Linked DNA regions of Bos taurus: region 2 is linked to region 1. Evidence: chromatin contacts called from public Hi-C data. All regions are on one chromosome and are shown on one strand. Each heading gives the region's core, a stretch centred on a gene start, on an enhancer-like site or on the middle of the called end of the contact. The rest is flanking DNA. Distances are from core to core; before and after follow the strand shown. Region 1 holds the start of SQOR (sulfide quinone oxidoreductase). Region 2 has its middle 44 kb from the start of GATM.

What was found. Hi-C and Micro-C count contacts between places; a contact is called where the count stands out from the background.
Region 2: a Hi-C map of liver shows a contact between it and region 1, with 2.5 times the contacts expected there. The contact joins the enhancer-like site here to the promoter of SQOR in region 1. A contact is called at or near these places in 2 of 11 Hi-C or Micro-C datasets (liver and skeletal muscle).

What each region holds. Positions count from the first base shown.
Region 1 is chr10:64,861,576-64,866,836 of ARS-UCD2.0, reverse strand. It overlaps SQOR (sulfide quinone oxidoreductase), which reads left to right and starts at 1,975. Exons shown (of 10, transcript NM_001040511.2): 1 at 1,975-2,002. LOC132346378 (a long non-coding RNA gene) reads right to left here and starts at 1,836. Exons shown (of 2, transcript XR_009496218.1): 1 at 1,157-1,836; 2 at 960-1,050.
Region 2 is chr10:65,139,771-65,145,031 of ARS-UCD2.0, reverse strand. No RefSeq gene overlaps it. Among named protein-coding and RNA genes, the nearest start is that of GATM, 44 kb to the right of the region's middle. Within about 2 kb of position 2,606, at least 2 of the 102 cell types and tissues checked have an H3K27ac peak or open chromatin away from gene starts, as enhancers often do. A contact at or near this core is called in liver, where this site is marked.

The sequences.
Region 1 (5,261 bases), core at 726-3,225:
GACTGAGCAACTGAACTGAACTGAATACATAGAACCAGAAAATTGCAACTCTCAATAAGATTAGGTTTTAAACACTATTATAGCATAAAGGTTAAGGAGGAGAGCAGAAAAAAACACACACACACAAAACTAGTGTATACTTCAACTTTGTAACAACGTAAAGAGATAATGTGAGACAACAGAAATAAAAAAAAAAGGAAAGGAAAAGGAAGAAGCCTATGTAGGTAAATAAAGATAAGATACTACCAGTAGAAGGATTATTTTACCTATGAGACATTTTATACAAATCTCATGGTGACCAGAAAACAAAAATCTAGAGCAGAGACATGAAACATTAAAAAAAAAAAAAAAAAAAAGAGGAAATTGACAAAAATATCACAGAAAACCACCAAACTAAAATAGCAGACAGAAACAAAAGGAAAAGGAACAATGGAGATATAGAGCAACCAGAAACTAAAGGATAAAATGGCAATATTAAGTCCTCATTTATCAATAATCATCCTAAATGTAAATGGGTTGAATTCACACATTGAAAGACACAGAGTGTTGGATGGATTAAAAAATTAGATGGAAACAATTTTTGGTGGTAAGTGTGCTGTAGGGAGAAGGCGATGGCACCCCACTCCAGTACTCTTGCCTGGAAAATCCCGTGGACGGAGGAGCCCAGTAGGCTGCAGTCCATGGGGTCGCTCAGGGTCGGACAGGACTGAGCTACTTCACTTTCACTTTTCACCTTCATGCATTGGAGAAGGAAATGGCAACCCACTCCAGTATTCTTGCCTGGAGAATCCCAGGGACAGGGGAGCCTGGTGGGCTGCCGTCTATGGGGTCACACAGAGTCGGACACGACTGAGGCGACTTAGTAGCAGCAGTGCTGTAGGGTATACAGACAGAAGTGGAACACATAATATAAACCAGCGTTACCTCAAAAGATAAACCTAACAAGACAAAACCAGAGGGAGGAGCTCAGAAGTTCAACTTTATTAGGCTCCTACTTCTCTGTGATTGCCTCAATTTTTGGTTTGCTAGGATTTCACCTTAAAAAGTTGACTGAAACAAAAAATTCAAAAGAGATTATTCAAAATTCACAGAATGAAATGTAAAAGTAATAATTAAACTTTCAAGGCACTTTTTAAAGGAAAGTTTGTTAACTCACATCTGAAATTATTAAAGCTTAAAATTGCAGTAAGACTTCTGGACATCCTATATGTTATAAAAAGGCGTTCTAGATCTGACGTAGTGGAGAACTATTCACCTGCGTTTCACACCTACTTAGAAAGAGCAGCCAATTGAAAACGTCCATTCATGAAAGTAGGACCCAACGTTGCGTGGAGATCAGTGTCTGAAAGCCTGCTCACCGTGACCTCCATCCTGGGGTTGAGAGCGCTGCTCTGGCGCTTGCTTACCAAGGCAAGTTTGGGGGCTTCTCTCAGCCTCGGTTACCTTTTACGTGTTAAAGAAGCGCGGGAAAGCGGTCTCTCTGGACAGCCCTGGGGACCAGATGAGAAGCACAGGGCTCACTGGAGGACCCGACACAAACCGCCAGGCCTCTATTCCCCAGACCCGCCTTCACCTTTGTCCCTCCCAGTTACGCAACAATGTAGGCACACGGGATGGGGGGGGGGGGTAGGGGGTGGGCGACAGGTGGCCTCCGTGCCCTCCTCTGAGGCACCAAGGGGTCCCGCTGCACCGCACGGGGCACTGTGTAGGGGCGAGTCTGCCCTGCCGGCAGTGCCCCTAACCCGCTTAACCCGCGCCCCCGGCTGTCCCCCATGCGCCCGGGGAACCAAGGCCAAGTGCAGGCTACACCCGGGCTGTGGCGCCGGGCGGGGCAGCGGCGGGACCTTTCCGGAACTTTCCGGGGGTGGGGGGAGGCTCGCTCTCCCCGCCTCCAGCCTCCGCCCGGGGACCGCACGGGCCCCAGCAGAGGCCGCGAGCCCTTGCAGGAAGCGGCAGCTTTTACTGCGCCAACGCTGTGGCCCGAGGCTCCACGCACCTCTGGGTAAGAGGCATCCCGCGGCCGGTATGAGGCACTTGGCCAGGGAAAAGGGACCCGGCGGGAGAGAGGTCACCCCTAAAGCCGATTGTTAACCCAGCTCTGTCCCGCATCTGGGACAGCGCAGCCCCTGTGCATCGCGTTCCATTTCGCTTCCCACTTTTTTTCTCCACCCGCGGCATCCACAGCTCTTGCAGCCCCTGCTAGAACCCGGGTCTTGCGACGTGCTGGAGTCGTGGAGCTGCTGCCCTGCGAGGGGAGGTTGAAAACCAATGTATCCGTGGTCTTGTGTATGGGAATTTCTTGGTACCCTGGTGTGTAGGAATTTCTGGCATCTTTCACTTGTTGATTGTGTCACTCCGGCGTGGTCCCAGTGCGCAAGGGGTTCTCAGCCCCCGGGGGTAGGAGGTGACGTCTGCTGGTCTGCCCACAGTAGGGCGCGTTTATCCACACAGCCTGTGGGATGGAGGGGCGGGGGCTCAAGAAGTATCCTTCAGCTATGGCTGGAACCAGCCGTGGAGAGAGCATTTAGGGCCTGTGCTAAACAGGAACTGGTGGAAAGGGTTCTCTGGTGAAATTGGGGTGCTTTCCTTTCTCTTCGTTTCTCTCTTTTAATAATAAAAATCCCAACCTAGCCTCTTACTCAAAAACACAGGGAGCAGAGCTCTGGATTTGCCTGGGCTCCCCATTGCTGTGGTGTAGGGTTCTGACCCATTTTTGTGCCATGTACCACTTTGGCAGTTTTGGGGAGACTAAGGACCACTTTTAGGTTCAGTGCTTTTGAAGGTGTAAAATAAAAGGCAGAGTGTTATAAGGGAAACCTATTCCAAATCACTTGTCCAAATATTAAGAGAATTGATGTAGTAGTATATATGCCTTTTAAAAATAATGCATTAAGTAATATCATCTAGCAGTGGATCTAATAGCTATCATAATTTTGAAATAGTAACAAACATAAATAATATTTCAAGATTTGGGTAATACCTGTAATATAAGAAAATATCTGTGATTTCTATTGGTGATAAAGTCATAGGTACTGCATGTATCTGCTGGGGTTTGTTGCCTGAGAAGAAAGAAGTGTTTGTTACTCAGTTGTGTTAGACTCTTTGCAATGCCATGGACTGTAGCCTGCCTGGCTCCTCTGTCCATGGGATTCTTCAGGCAAGAATGCTGGAGTAGGTAGCTATTCCCTTCTCCAAGGGATCATCCCCACTGAGGGATCAAACCCAGGTCTTCTGCATTGCAGGTAGATTCTTTACCATCTGAGCCACTGTATAAAATTCAAGAAAGTGCTAAATTTCAGTTAGAAATTAGTGAAGATGTAAATGTTTATTTTCTACCCAAGTTCCTGGTTAAGTGGAAGGTCCTGCCCAGGAAGTCAGGTCACATGACTTCTGATCTTGATGCTTCCACTAACTAGCAGCATGAGCTTGTCTTTTGGACTTCTTTTCACCTTGACTTCTTCATTGTACCGTGGAGATAATCATACCTTCCCCTGTATTTAAGGTGTCCAGTGCTATACCTGGCACAAGGGAGTGAAATAAGTACTGTCTGCTAGAACTTGTGTCCCTCTCTGGACTCCAAGCCATTGCCATTATGTCCCCAGTCCTGGTACATAGAATGTGGTGGTGGTTCAGTTGCTGAGTCGAGTCCACCTCTTGCCATCCTATGGAATGTAGCCCTCCAGGCTCTTCTGTCCATGGGATTTCCCAGGCAAGATTACTGGTATGGGTAGCCATTTCCTTCTCCAAAAATTAGTCAATAAATATTTTTTGAATGAATAAGTACATTGGAAATTATTGCTTGTAACTACAACTAAAACACTCAGAATTTATCCAGGGGACAGCTGCTGGTTTGTGAAATGACTCTGCTTAAAATAATTTGGGTTTCTTTTTCCTAGTGGCTGAACACATCTGGAGCTGGAATGCTTGAAATGTCAGTCAGGGCCCTTGGGTCTATGTGGGTCTTTGTGTGGGTCTTTGTGACTAGTGTTCTGCCAGAGAAAATGAAATTTGATGTTTATAGGAAACTAGAACTCTTTTGCAGAACAGTTTCTCCTCCATCTTACATGTGTCTAGGCTCGTTAATTTGATGTGATGTAACACAGGAAGTTGTCTTATAGGGAGTGGAGACTGACCCATGATGAGGCATTTCTGGGCCCAGTGGCACATTTCTCTTTCCTCTTTTCTTTTCACCTTCCCCTGCCCCATTGAATATTACCTGACTCCTCTATGACCCTTAAAGATTTGATAAATAGGAGCAGTAGATGGAAGTTGCTACAGGCTGGCCAGATTAGACCTAAAGCCAGCTAGCTGCTTCTTAATGCCCGACCTTAAAAGTCTATGTAATCCAATAAATGTGGATGTTAATAGGAAGAAGAAAATCAGACTCAGCCAGGGACCCCTGTGATTTACTTTGTAAAATTGCTAAGTTGGGGTGGAAAGATGGGGAGATAACTTTGTAAAGAACAGTAAATTTAGAGCACGCTGGGGCTCTCTATGGCCGCAACTTCGGAAGGGGCAAATACTGGTATTATGGACTGAATTGCATCCCCTCAAAAATTCGTATGTTGAAATCCTAATCCCCATAGCTTAGAATCTGACTATTCAGAGAGAGGGCCTTTAAAAAGGGAATTAAGGTTAAATGAGATCATAAGGGTAGGACCCTAATCCATTATGACTAGTGTCTGTATGAAAAAAGAAAAAGACACCAGGGGTGCATGTAGAGACAAGACCACACGAGGACGTAAGGAGGCCCAGGCCTAGGAGAGAGGCCTCAGGAGAAACTATACATGCTGACACCTTGGTTTTGGACTTGCAGCTTCTAGAATAGTAAGAAAGAAATTTCTGCTGTTTGAGCAACCCAGTTTGTGGTATCTTGTTGTGAAAGCCTGAGCAGAATACTATACAGGCTGAGGAATGTTAGATGGAATAATGAGCTCTTTTTTCCTTCCAAGCTCTTTCTTGAAGGTTACACTGACCTTCAAGGCTCTGTGTTCCAAATGATGTTGCTAAAAGATGGAGGAGGAAGGCTCAGATCAAATAAGTTTTGTTTTGCCGAGCCACTGACATTTCTGGTTCAATTTTTGCTATAGGATAGCCTGATGAGGCAGACTAATTAAATCTGGACTTTGCCTTTGAAAACAAAAGCTTAAGCATCTGACCCTTTGGTTCTGCAGATCCATGGGATGAACCCTCTGTGCCACATGTCTGGTTGCCTGAGTGGGGTTGACTCTCAGGGTAACTAGGAATATCAAAGTGAAAAG
Region 2 (5,261 bases), core at 1,357-3,856, 280 kb before region 1:
TGAGAGTCCCTTGGACTTCAAGGAGATCCAATCAGTAAGTCCTAAAGGGAATCAACCTTACATATTCATTGGAAGGACTGATGCAGAAGCTTCAATACTTTGGCCACCTGATCAGAAGAGCTGACTCATTGGAAAAGACCCTGATGTTGGGAAAGATTGAAGGCAGAAGGAGAAGGGGACGACAGAGGATGAGATGTTTGGACGGCATCACTGACTCAATGGTGAGTTTGAGCAAAGTCCCGGAGATAGAGAAGGACAGGGAAGCCTGGTGTGCTGCCATCCGTGGGGTCACAAAAATTTGGACATGACTGAGCAACTGAACAACAACAAAGTATCTGAAACTGCAACAGTGTCAAGCACTGATTCTTAGCCTTCCACATGGGCTCTTATACTTTTTCAGTTAATCTATCCTCATTATTTATTGGTGCACAACAAACTGCCTTCGAACCTAGTCACATAAAAACAACAACAGTTTTATTATCCTTATGGAATTCAGATGGTATGGTGGGGATGTTTTATCTCTGCTCCACGATGTCCAAAACCTCTGCAGAGAAGACTCAAAGGTTGAGGGGGGTTTGAAAGGCTGGAAACTGGAATCATGTGGAGGCTTCCTCATGCTCATGCTGGCACCTGGATGACATGAAGCACCTGTGTGGGTCCTCTCTTTCTGATGCGGGCTTCTCCCAGGATAGTGGCCAAGTTCCAAGAGGAAGCTGAGTGTTCCAGGAGACACAGGTAGAATCTCTGTGGCCTTTTATGACTTCACCTCAGCAATCATAGAGCTTCCCTTGTGGCTCAGTGATAAAGAATCAGCCTGCAATGCAGGTGACTTGGATTTAATCCCTGGGTCAGGAAGACCCCCTGGAGAAGGGAATGGCAAACTCAAGGTAGCATTCTTTCCTGGAGAAGCCCATGGACAGAGGAGCCTGGGGGGCTGTAGTCCATGGGGTTGGAAAAGAGTCGGACATGACTGAGCAGCTAACACTGTTACTTTCAGCAGTCACAGAGCATCACGTCTTCCATACTCTATTGATGGCAGGGATCAGCAAATTATGGCTTGATGCTAAATCCAGCCTGCCACCTGTCTCTATAAAAAAGGTATCATTGGAACACAGCCATGTCCATTTGTTTACATACCTTCTATGGCTGCTTTCATGCTCTGATGCAGAGTTTAGTAGTTGCAACAGAAACCATATGGTCTGCAAAGCCTAAAATATTTACTATCTGGTCCTTAAAGAAAAGGTTTGTTGAGTCCTGCTTTATTGGTTAAACCAATCACTAACCTTTCTGTGTCAAGGGGAGGGAATAGACCCTGCTCTTGGAGGGAGGTGTGTCAAAGAAGGTTCAGCCATTTAAAAAATCACCATGGCACCTGCTTACCTCTTGGATTTTTAAAAGATTATTTATTTATTTATTTATTTTTGGCTGAGTCTTTGTTGCTGCGTGTGGTTTCTCTTGTTGAAGCAAGTGAGGGCCACTCTTCTTTGAGGCATGCGGGCTTCTCATTGCAGTGGTTTCTCATGTTGCAGAGCATAGGCTCCAGAGCGTGGGCTCAGTAGTTGTGGCACACAGGCTTAGTTGCCCTGAGGGGTCTTCCCGGACCAAGGATTGAACCTGTGTCCCCTGCATTGGTAGGTGGATTCTTAACCACTGGACCACCAGGGAAGCCTAGCCTCTCATATTTTAATCCTTGTTTGGTTTTTAATTTTGTAAGCTACTTAAAATAGCTCTTCTAACTCTTTTTATACTAAAGTTCTGTTAGAGAAAGTTGAAAGTGAGAGTCAGCTATGTTATTTTAAGTTTTATTCTTTTTTCTTTTTAAACTTGTTTGTGTCAGCTCCTGTGGGTAAATATTTGGCTGGTAGTTCTTTTTTTTTTTTTTTTTAAAAAAGGTTATAAAGGTTAATCTGTGTTCACAGAGTTAATATCAGGGATAAGGAAGACCTTTAGTTCCTAGAAAAAAACAAGTGGAAATGGTAAACAGTTGTTCAAACAGTTAAGCCTCCCTTGGTCAAGAAGGTTCATGTTTTAAAAATTATTAACTACTTACTTATGAAAAATTTTTTACTTAAATATGCTACATTGGTACCATTTTAATTAATCCCCTGATTTCCTCATGTGTGGAATGAAGGGTGTGGGTGGTTGGTGGCTGCCGTTGCAGGCTTCATATTCAGATCATCAGGAGCCCTGGTCCCCATCCTAGGTAATTAAAACAGAATGTCTGAGAATAAATTGGGATTGAGCTCAATAAATACTAGAGGAGAAAGAAATTCATAAAAACTATCTCAGTATATTTTCTGGAAGTATTTCTTACAACACAAAGTCCTGTCATATCATTCCTGATGTGGGGATGGTGTGGAACTATTATAGCTCACAGCTACTCCAAGAAAGACCTGCTTTTACTTCAATTAAGCACTTCATATTCTGGACCAAGGGCTTCCCAGGTGGCTCAGTGGTAAAGAGTCCACCTGCCAGTGCAGGGGACACAGGTTTCATCCTTGGGTCGGGAAGATCCTCTGGAGAAGGGAATAGCTACCCATTCCAGTGTTCTTGCCTAGAGAATTCCATGGACAGAGGAGCCTGGTGGGCTATAGTCCATGGGGTTGCAAAATAGTCAAACATGACTTAGTGACCAACCAACAAACATTCTGAGCCAAACTGGAATGCCCTGAAATTCTTCAATGAGAAAGAAATGCTCAGATGACCAAGAGCAAAGCTTTCACTTTGGAATTCTCCTTAATAGCTAACACAAGACTCCTCCCCAACAAAACCTCCTCCCCAAAAGCTTATCTTGTGGGTCCACCCTGAAGGTGAGAGATCCCTTAGCCACCCTACAGACTGTGGACAAACTAGATATCCCCAGTTTCCTGGCAAAGACATGACTGAATGCAGAATAAGTATGCTGAAGGGATTCCTTATGATAGCGGCTTCTGGAAGACACTATATGAGAAAGGTAGGCTACCTTGAAAATAGTTACTGATATTCAGACAATGTTCCTAAGGATCAAGTAGACTGAACCAAAAAGAACACCACATTTAGGGTACCTGTGTTCTAGGAATTCAGTGGAAATTCCCCTGGGATTCATATTTTGTCTTCCCTAAGGGACTAACTGTGCTTAGTCACTTAGTTGTGTCTGACTCTTTGCCACCCCATGGACTATAGCCTGCCAGGTTCCTCTGTCCATCTGGATTCTCCAGGCAAGAATGCTGGAGTGGGTTGCCGTGCCCTCCTTCAGGGGATCTCCCCAACCCAGGTATTGAACCCAGATTTCCCACATTGCAGGCAGATTCTTTACCATCTGAGCCACCAGGGAAGCCCAAGGAAACCCTAAAGAACCAAAGCACTTGTTAAAAGTAAGAAAATGGAAGAGGCAGGTAAATAACCATATTGCATGACCAATATGTTATATTAGGGGGCTTCCCTGGTGGTTCAGACAGTAAAGAATCTACCTGCAATGCAGGAGACTCAGGTTCAATCCTTGGGTTGGGAAGATCCCCTGGAGAAGAGAATGGCTACCCACTCCAGTATTCTTGCCTGGAGAATTCCATGGACAGACGAGCCTAGTAGGCTACGTTCTGTGGGGTTGCAAAGAGTTGGACACAACTGAGCAGAATTTTTTAAATTGCTCTATTTGGAGTTTACATTCCTCAGTGGATCAGTGTCTGGGCTGCTCTGGCTTTTGTCAGAAGCTTAACAAAAGTCATGTAGACATACATCACACTCCTTGCAGTGGTAGCAAAGTCACCAGTCATCAAGGCACAGATTTCAGAGAGCAACAACCTGAATGCACAGACAAGTTAAAAGTTCCTCTGTATGCCAACAAGAATGATAATCAGGGCTGCATATGGGCAGCCCCAGATTAAAGAACACCAGCTACTCTTCAATATTCAAAAAACTAAGATCATGGCATATGGTCTCAGCACTTCATGGCAAATAGAGAAAAAGTGGAAACGGTGACAGATTTTACTTTCTTGGGCTCCAAAATCACTGCGGATGGTGAGTTCAGGCATGAAATTAAAAGACATTTGCTCCTTGGAAGAAAAGCTATGACAGGCCTAGATAGCATATTAAAAAGGAGAGACATCACTTTGCCGACAAAGGGCTGTAGAGTCAAAGCTATGGTTTTTCCAGTAGTTATGTACAGATGTGAGAGTTGGACCATAAAGAAGGCTGAGTGCTGAAGAATTAATGCCTTTGAATTGCGGTGCTGGAGAAGACTCTTGAAAGTCCTTGGGACAGCAGGGAGATCAAATCAGTGAATCCTAAAGGAAATGAACTCTGAATATTCATTGGAAGGACTGATGCTGAAGCTCCAATACTTTGGCCACTTATGCTAAGAGACAGCTCATTGGAAAAAAAAACCCTGATCCTGGGAAAGATTGCAGGCAGGAGGAGAAGGGGGTGACTGAGGATGAGATAGTTGGGTGGCATCACTAACCCAATGGACATGAGTTTGAGCAAACTCTGGGAGATAGCAAAGGACAGGGAAGCCTAGCATGCTTCAGTTCATGGAGTTACAAAGAGTCAGACACAACTTAGAGACTGAACAAGCTACTCTGCTCATGGAACAACCCCAGAAGTAGAAAGAGCAGGTTATTTTACTATGAGAACCTGAATTTGGAGAATTAAGTAGTCAACCATCAGGAAAACCTCAGGTTAACTGAACACTGGGGACAAGTTTCTGTCATTGAGGAAAGTCCCTGCAAGAAAGCTATTGAAAAACCTCTGTATCCAGCAGAGCCCTGGGAACTCTGAGATGAGTTGCACTGAGATTACTTAATGAAAAAGGTATATGCTACTTACCATACTCAGAAGAATGTTTCTTACTGAACTCAGTTTCTGCAGCTGCTGTGCCCAATGTAACCTACATTAACCTGGCCATACTCCAGCAAGATGGCAAAATAAACAATAAAAATGTATGTTCCTTTCACTTAATCCCCAGAACTGTGTACTGCTATAATGTGGGTGAGTTTTCTGGCCTGAACACTAGTTTTGTTTTGGCCTCAATCAGTATCCCTGGAGTTTACTTTGTATGGAATATACTTTCCAGGTCCTTCCTAAGGTTCCCCAGTGCAGGGATGGCTACTTCAATCAGCACAGGGAAAACTGCTTTATCGCTGCTGCTGCTACTGCTAAGTCACTTCAGTCGTGTCCAACTCTGTGTGACCCCATAGACGGCAGCCCACCAGGCTCCCCCGTCCCTGGGATTCTCCAGGCAAGAACACTGGAGTGGGTTGCCATTTCCTCCTCCAATGCATGAA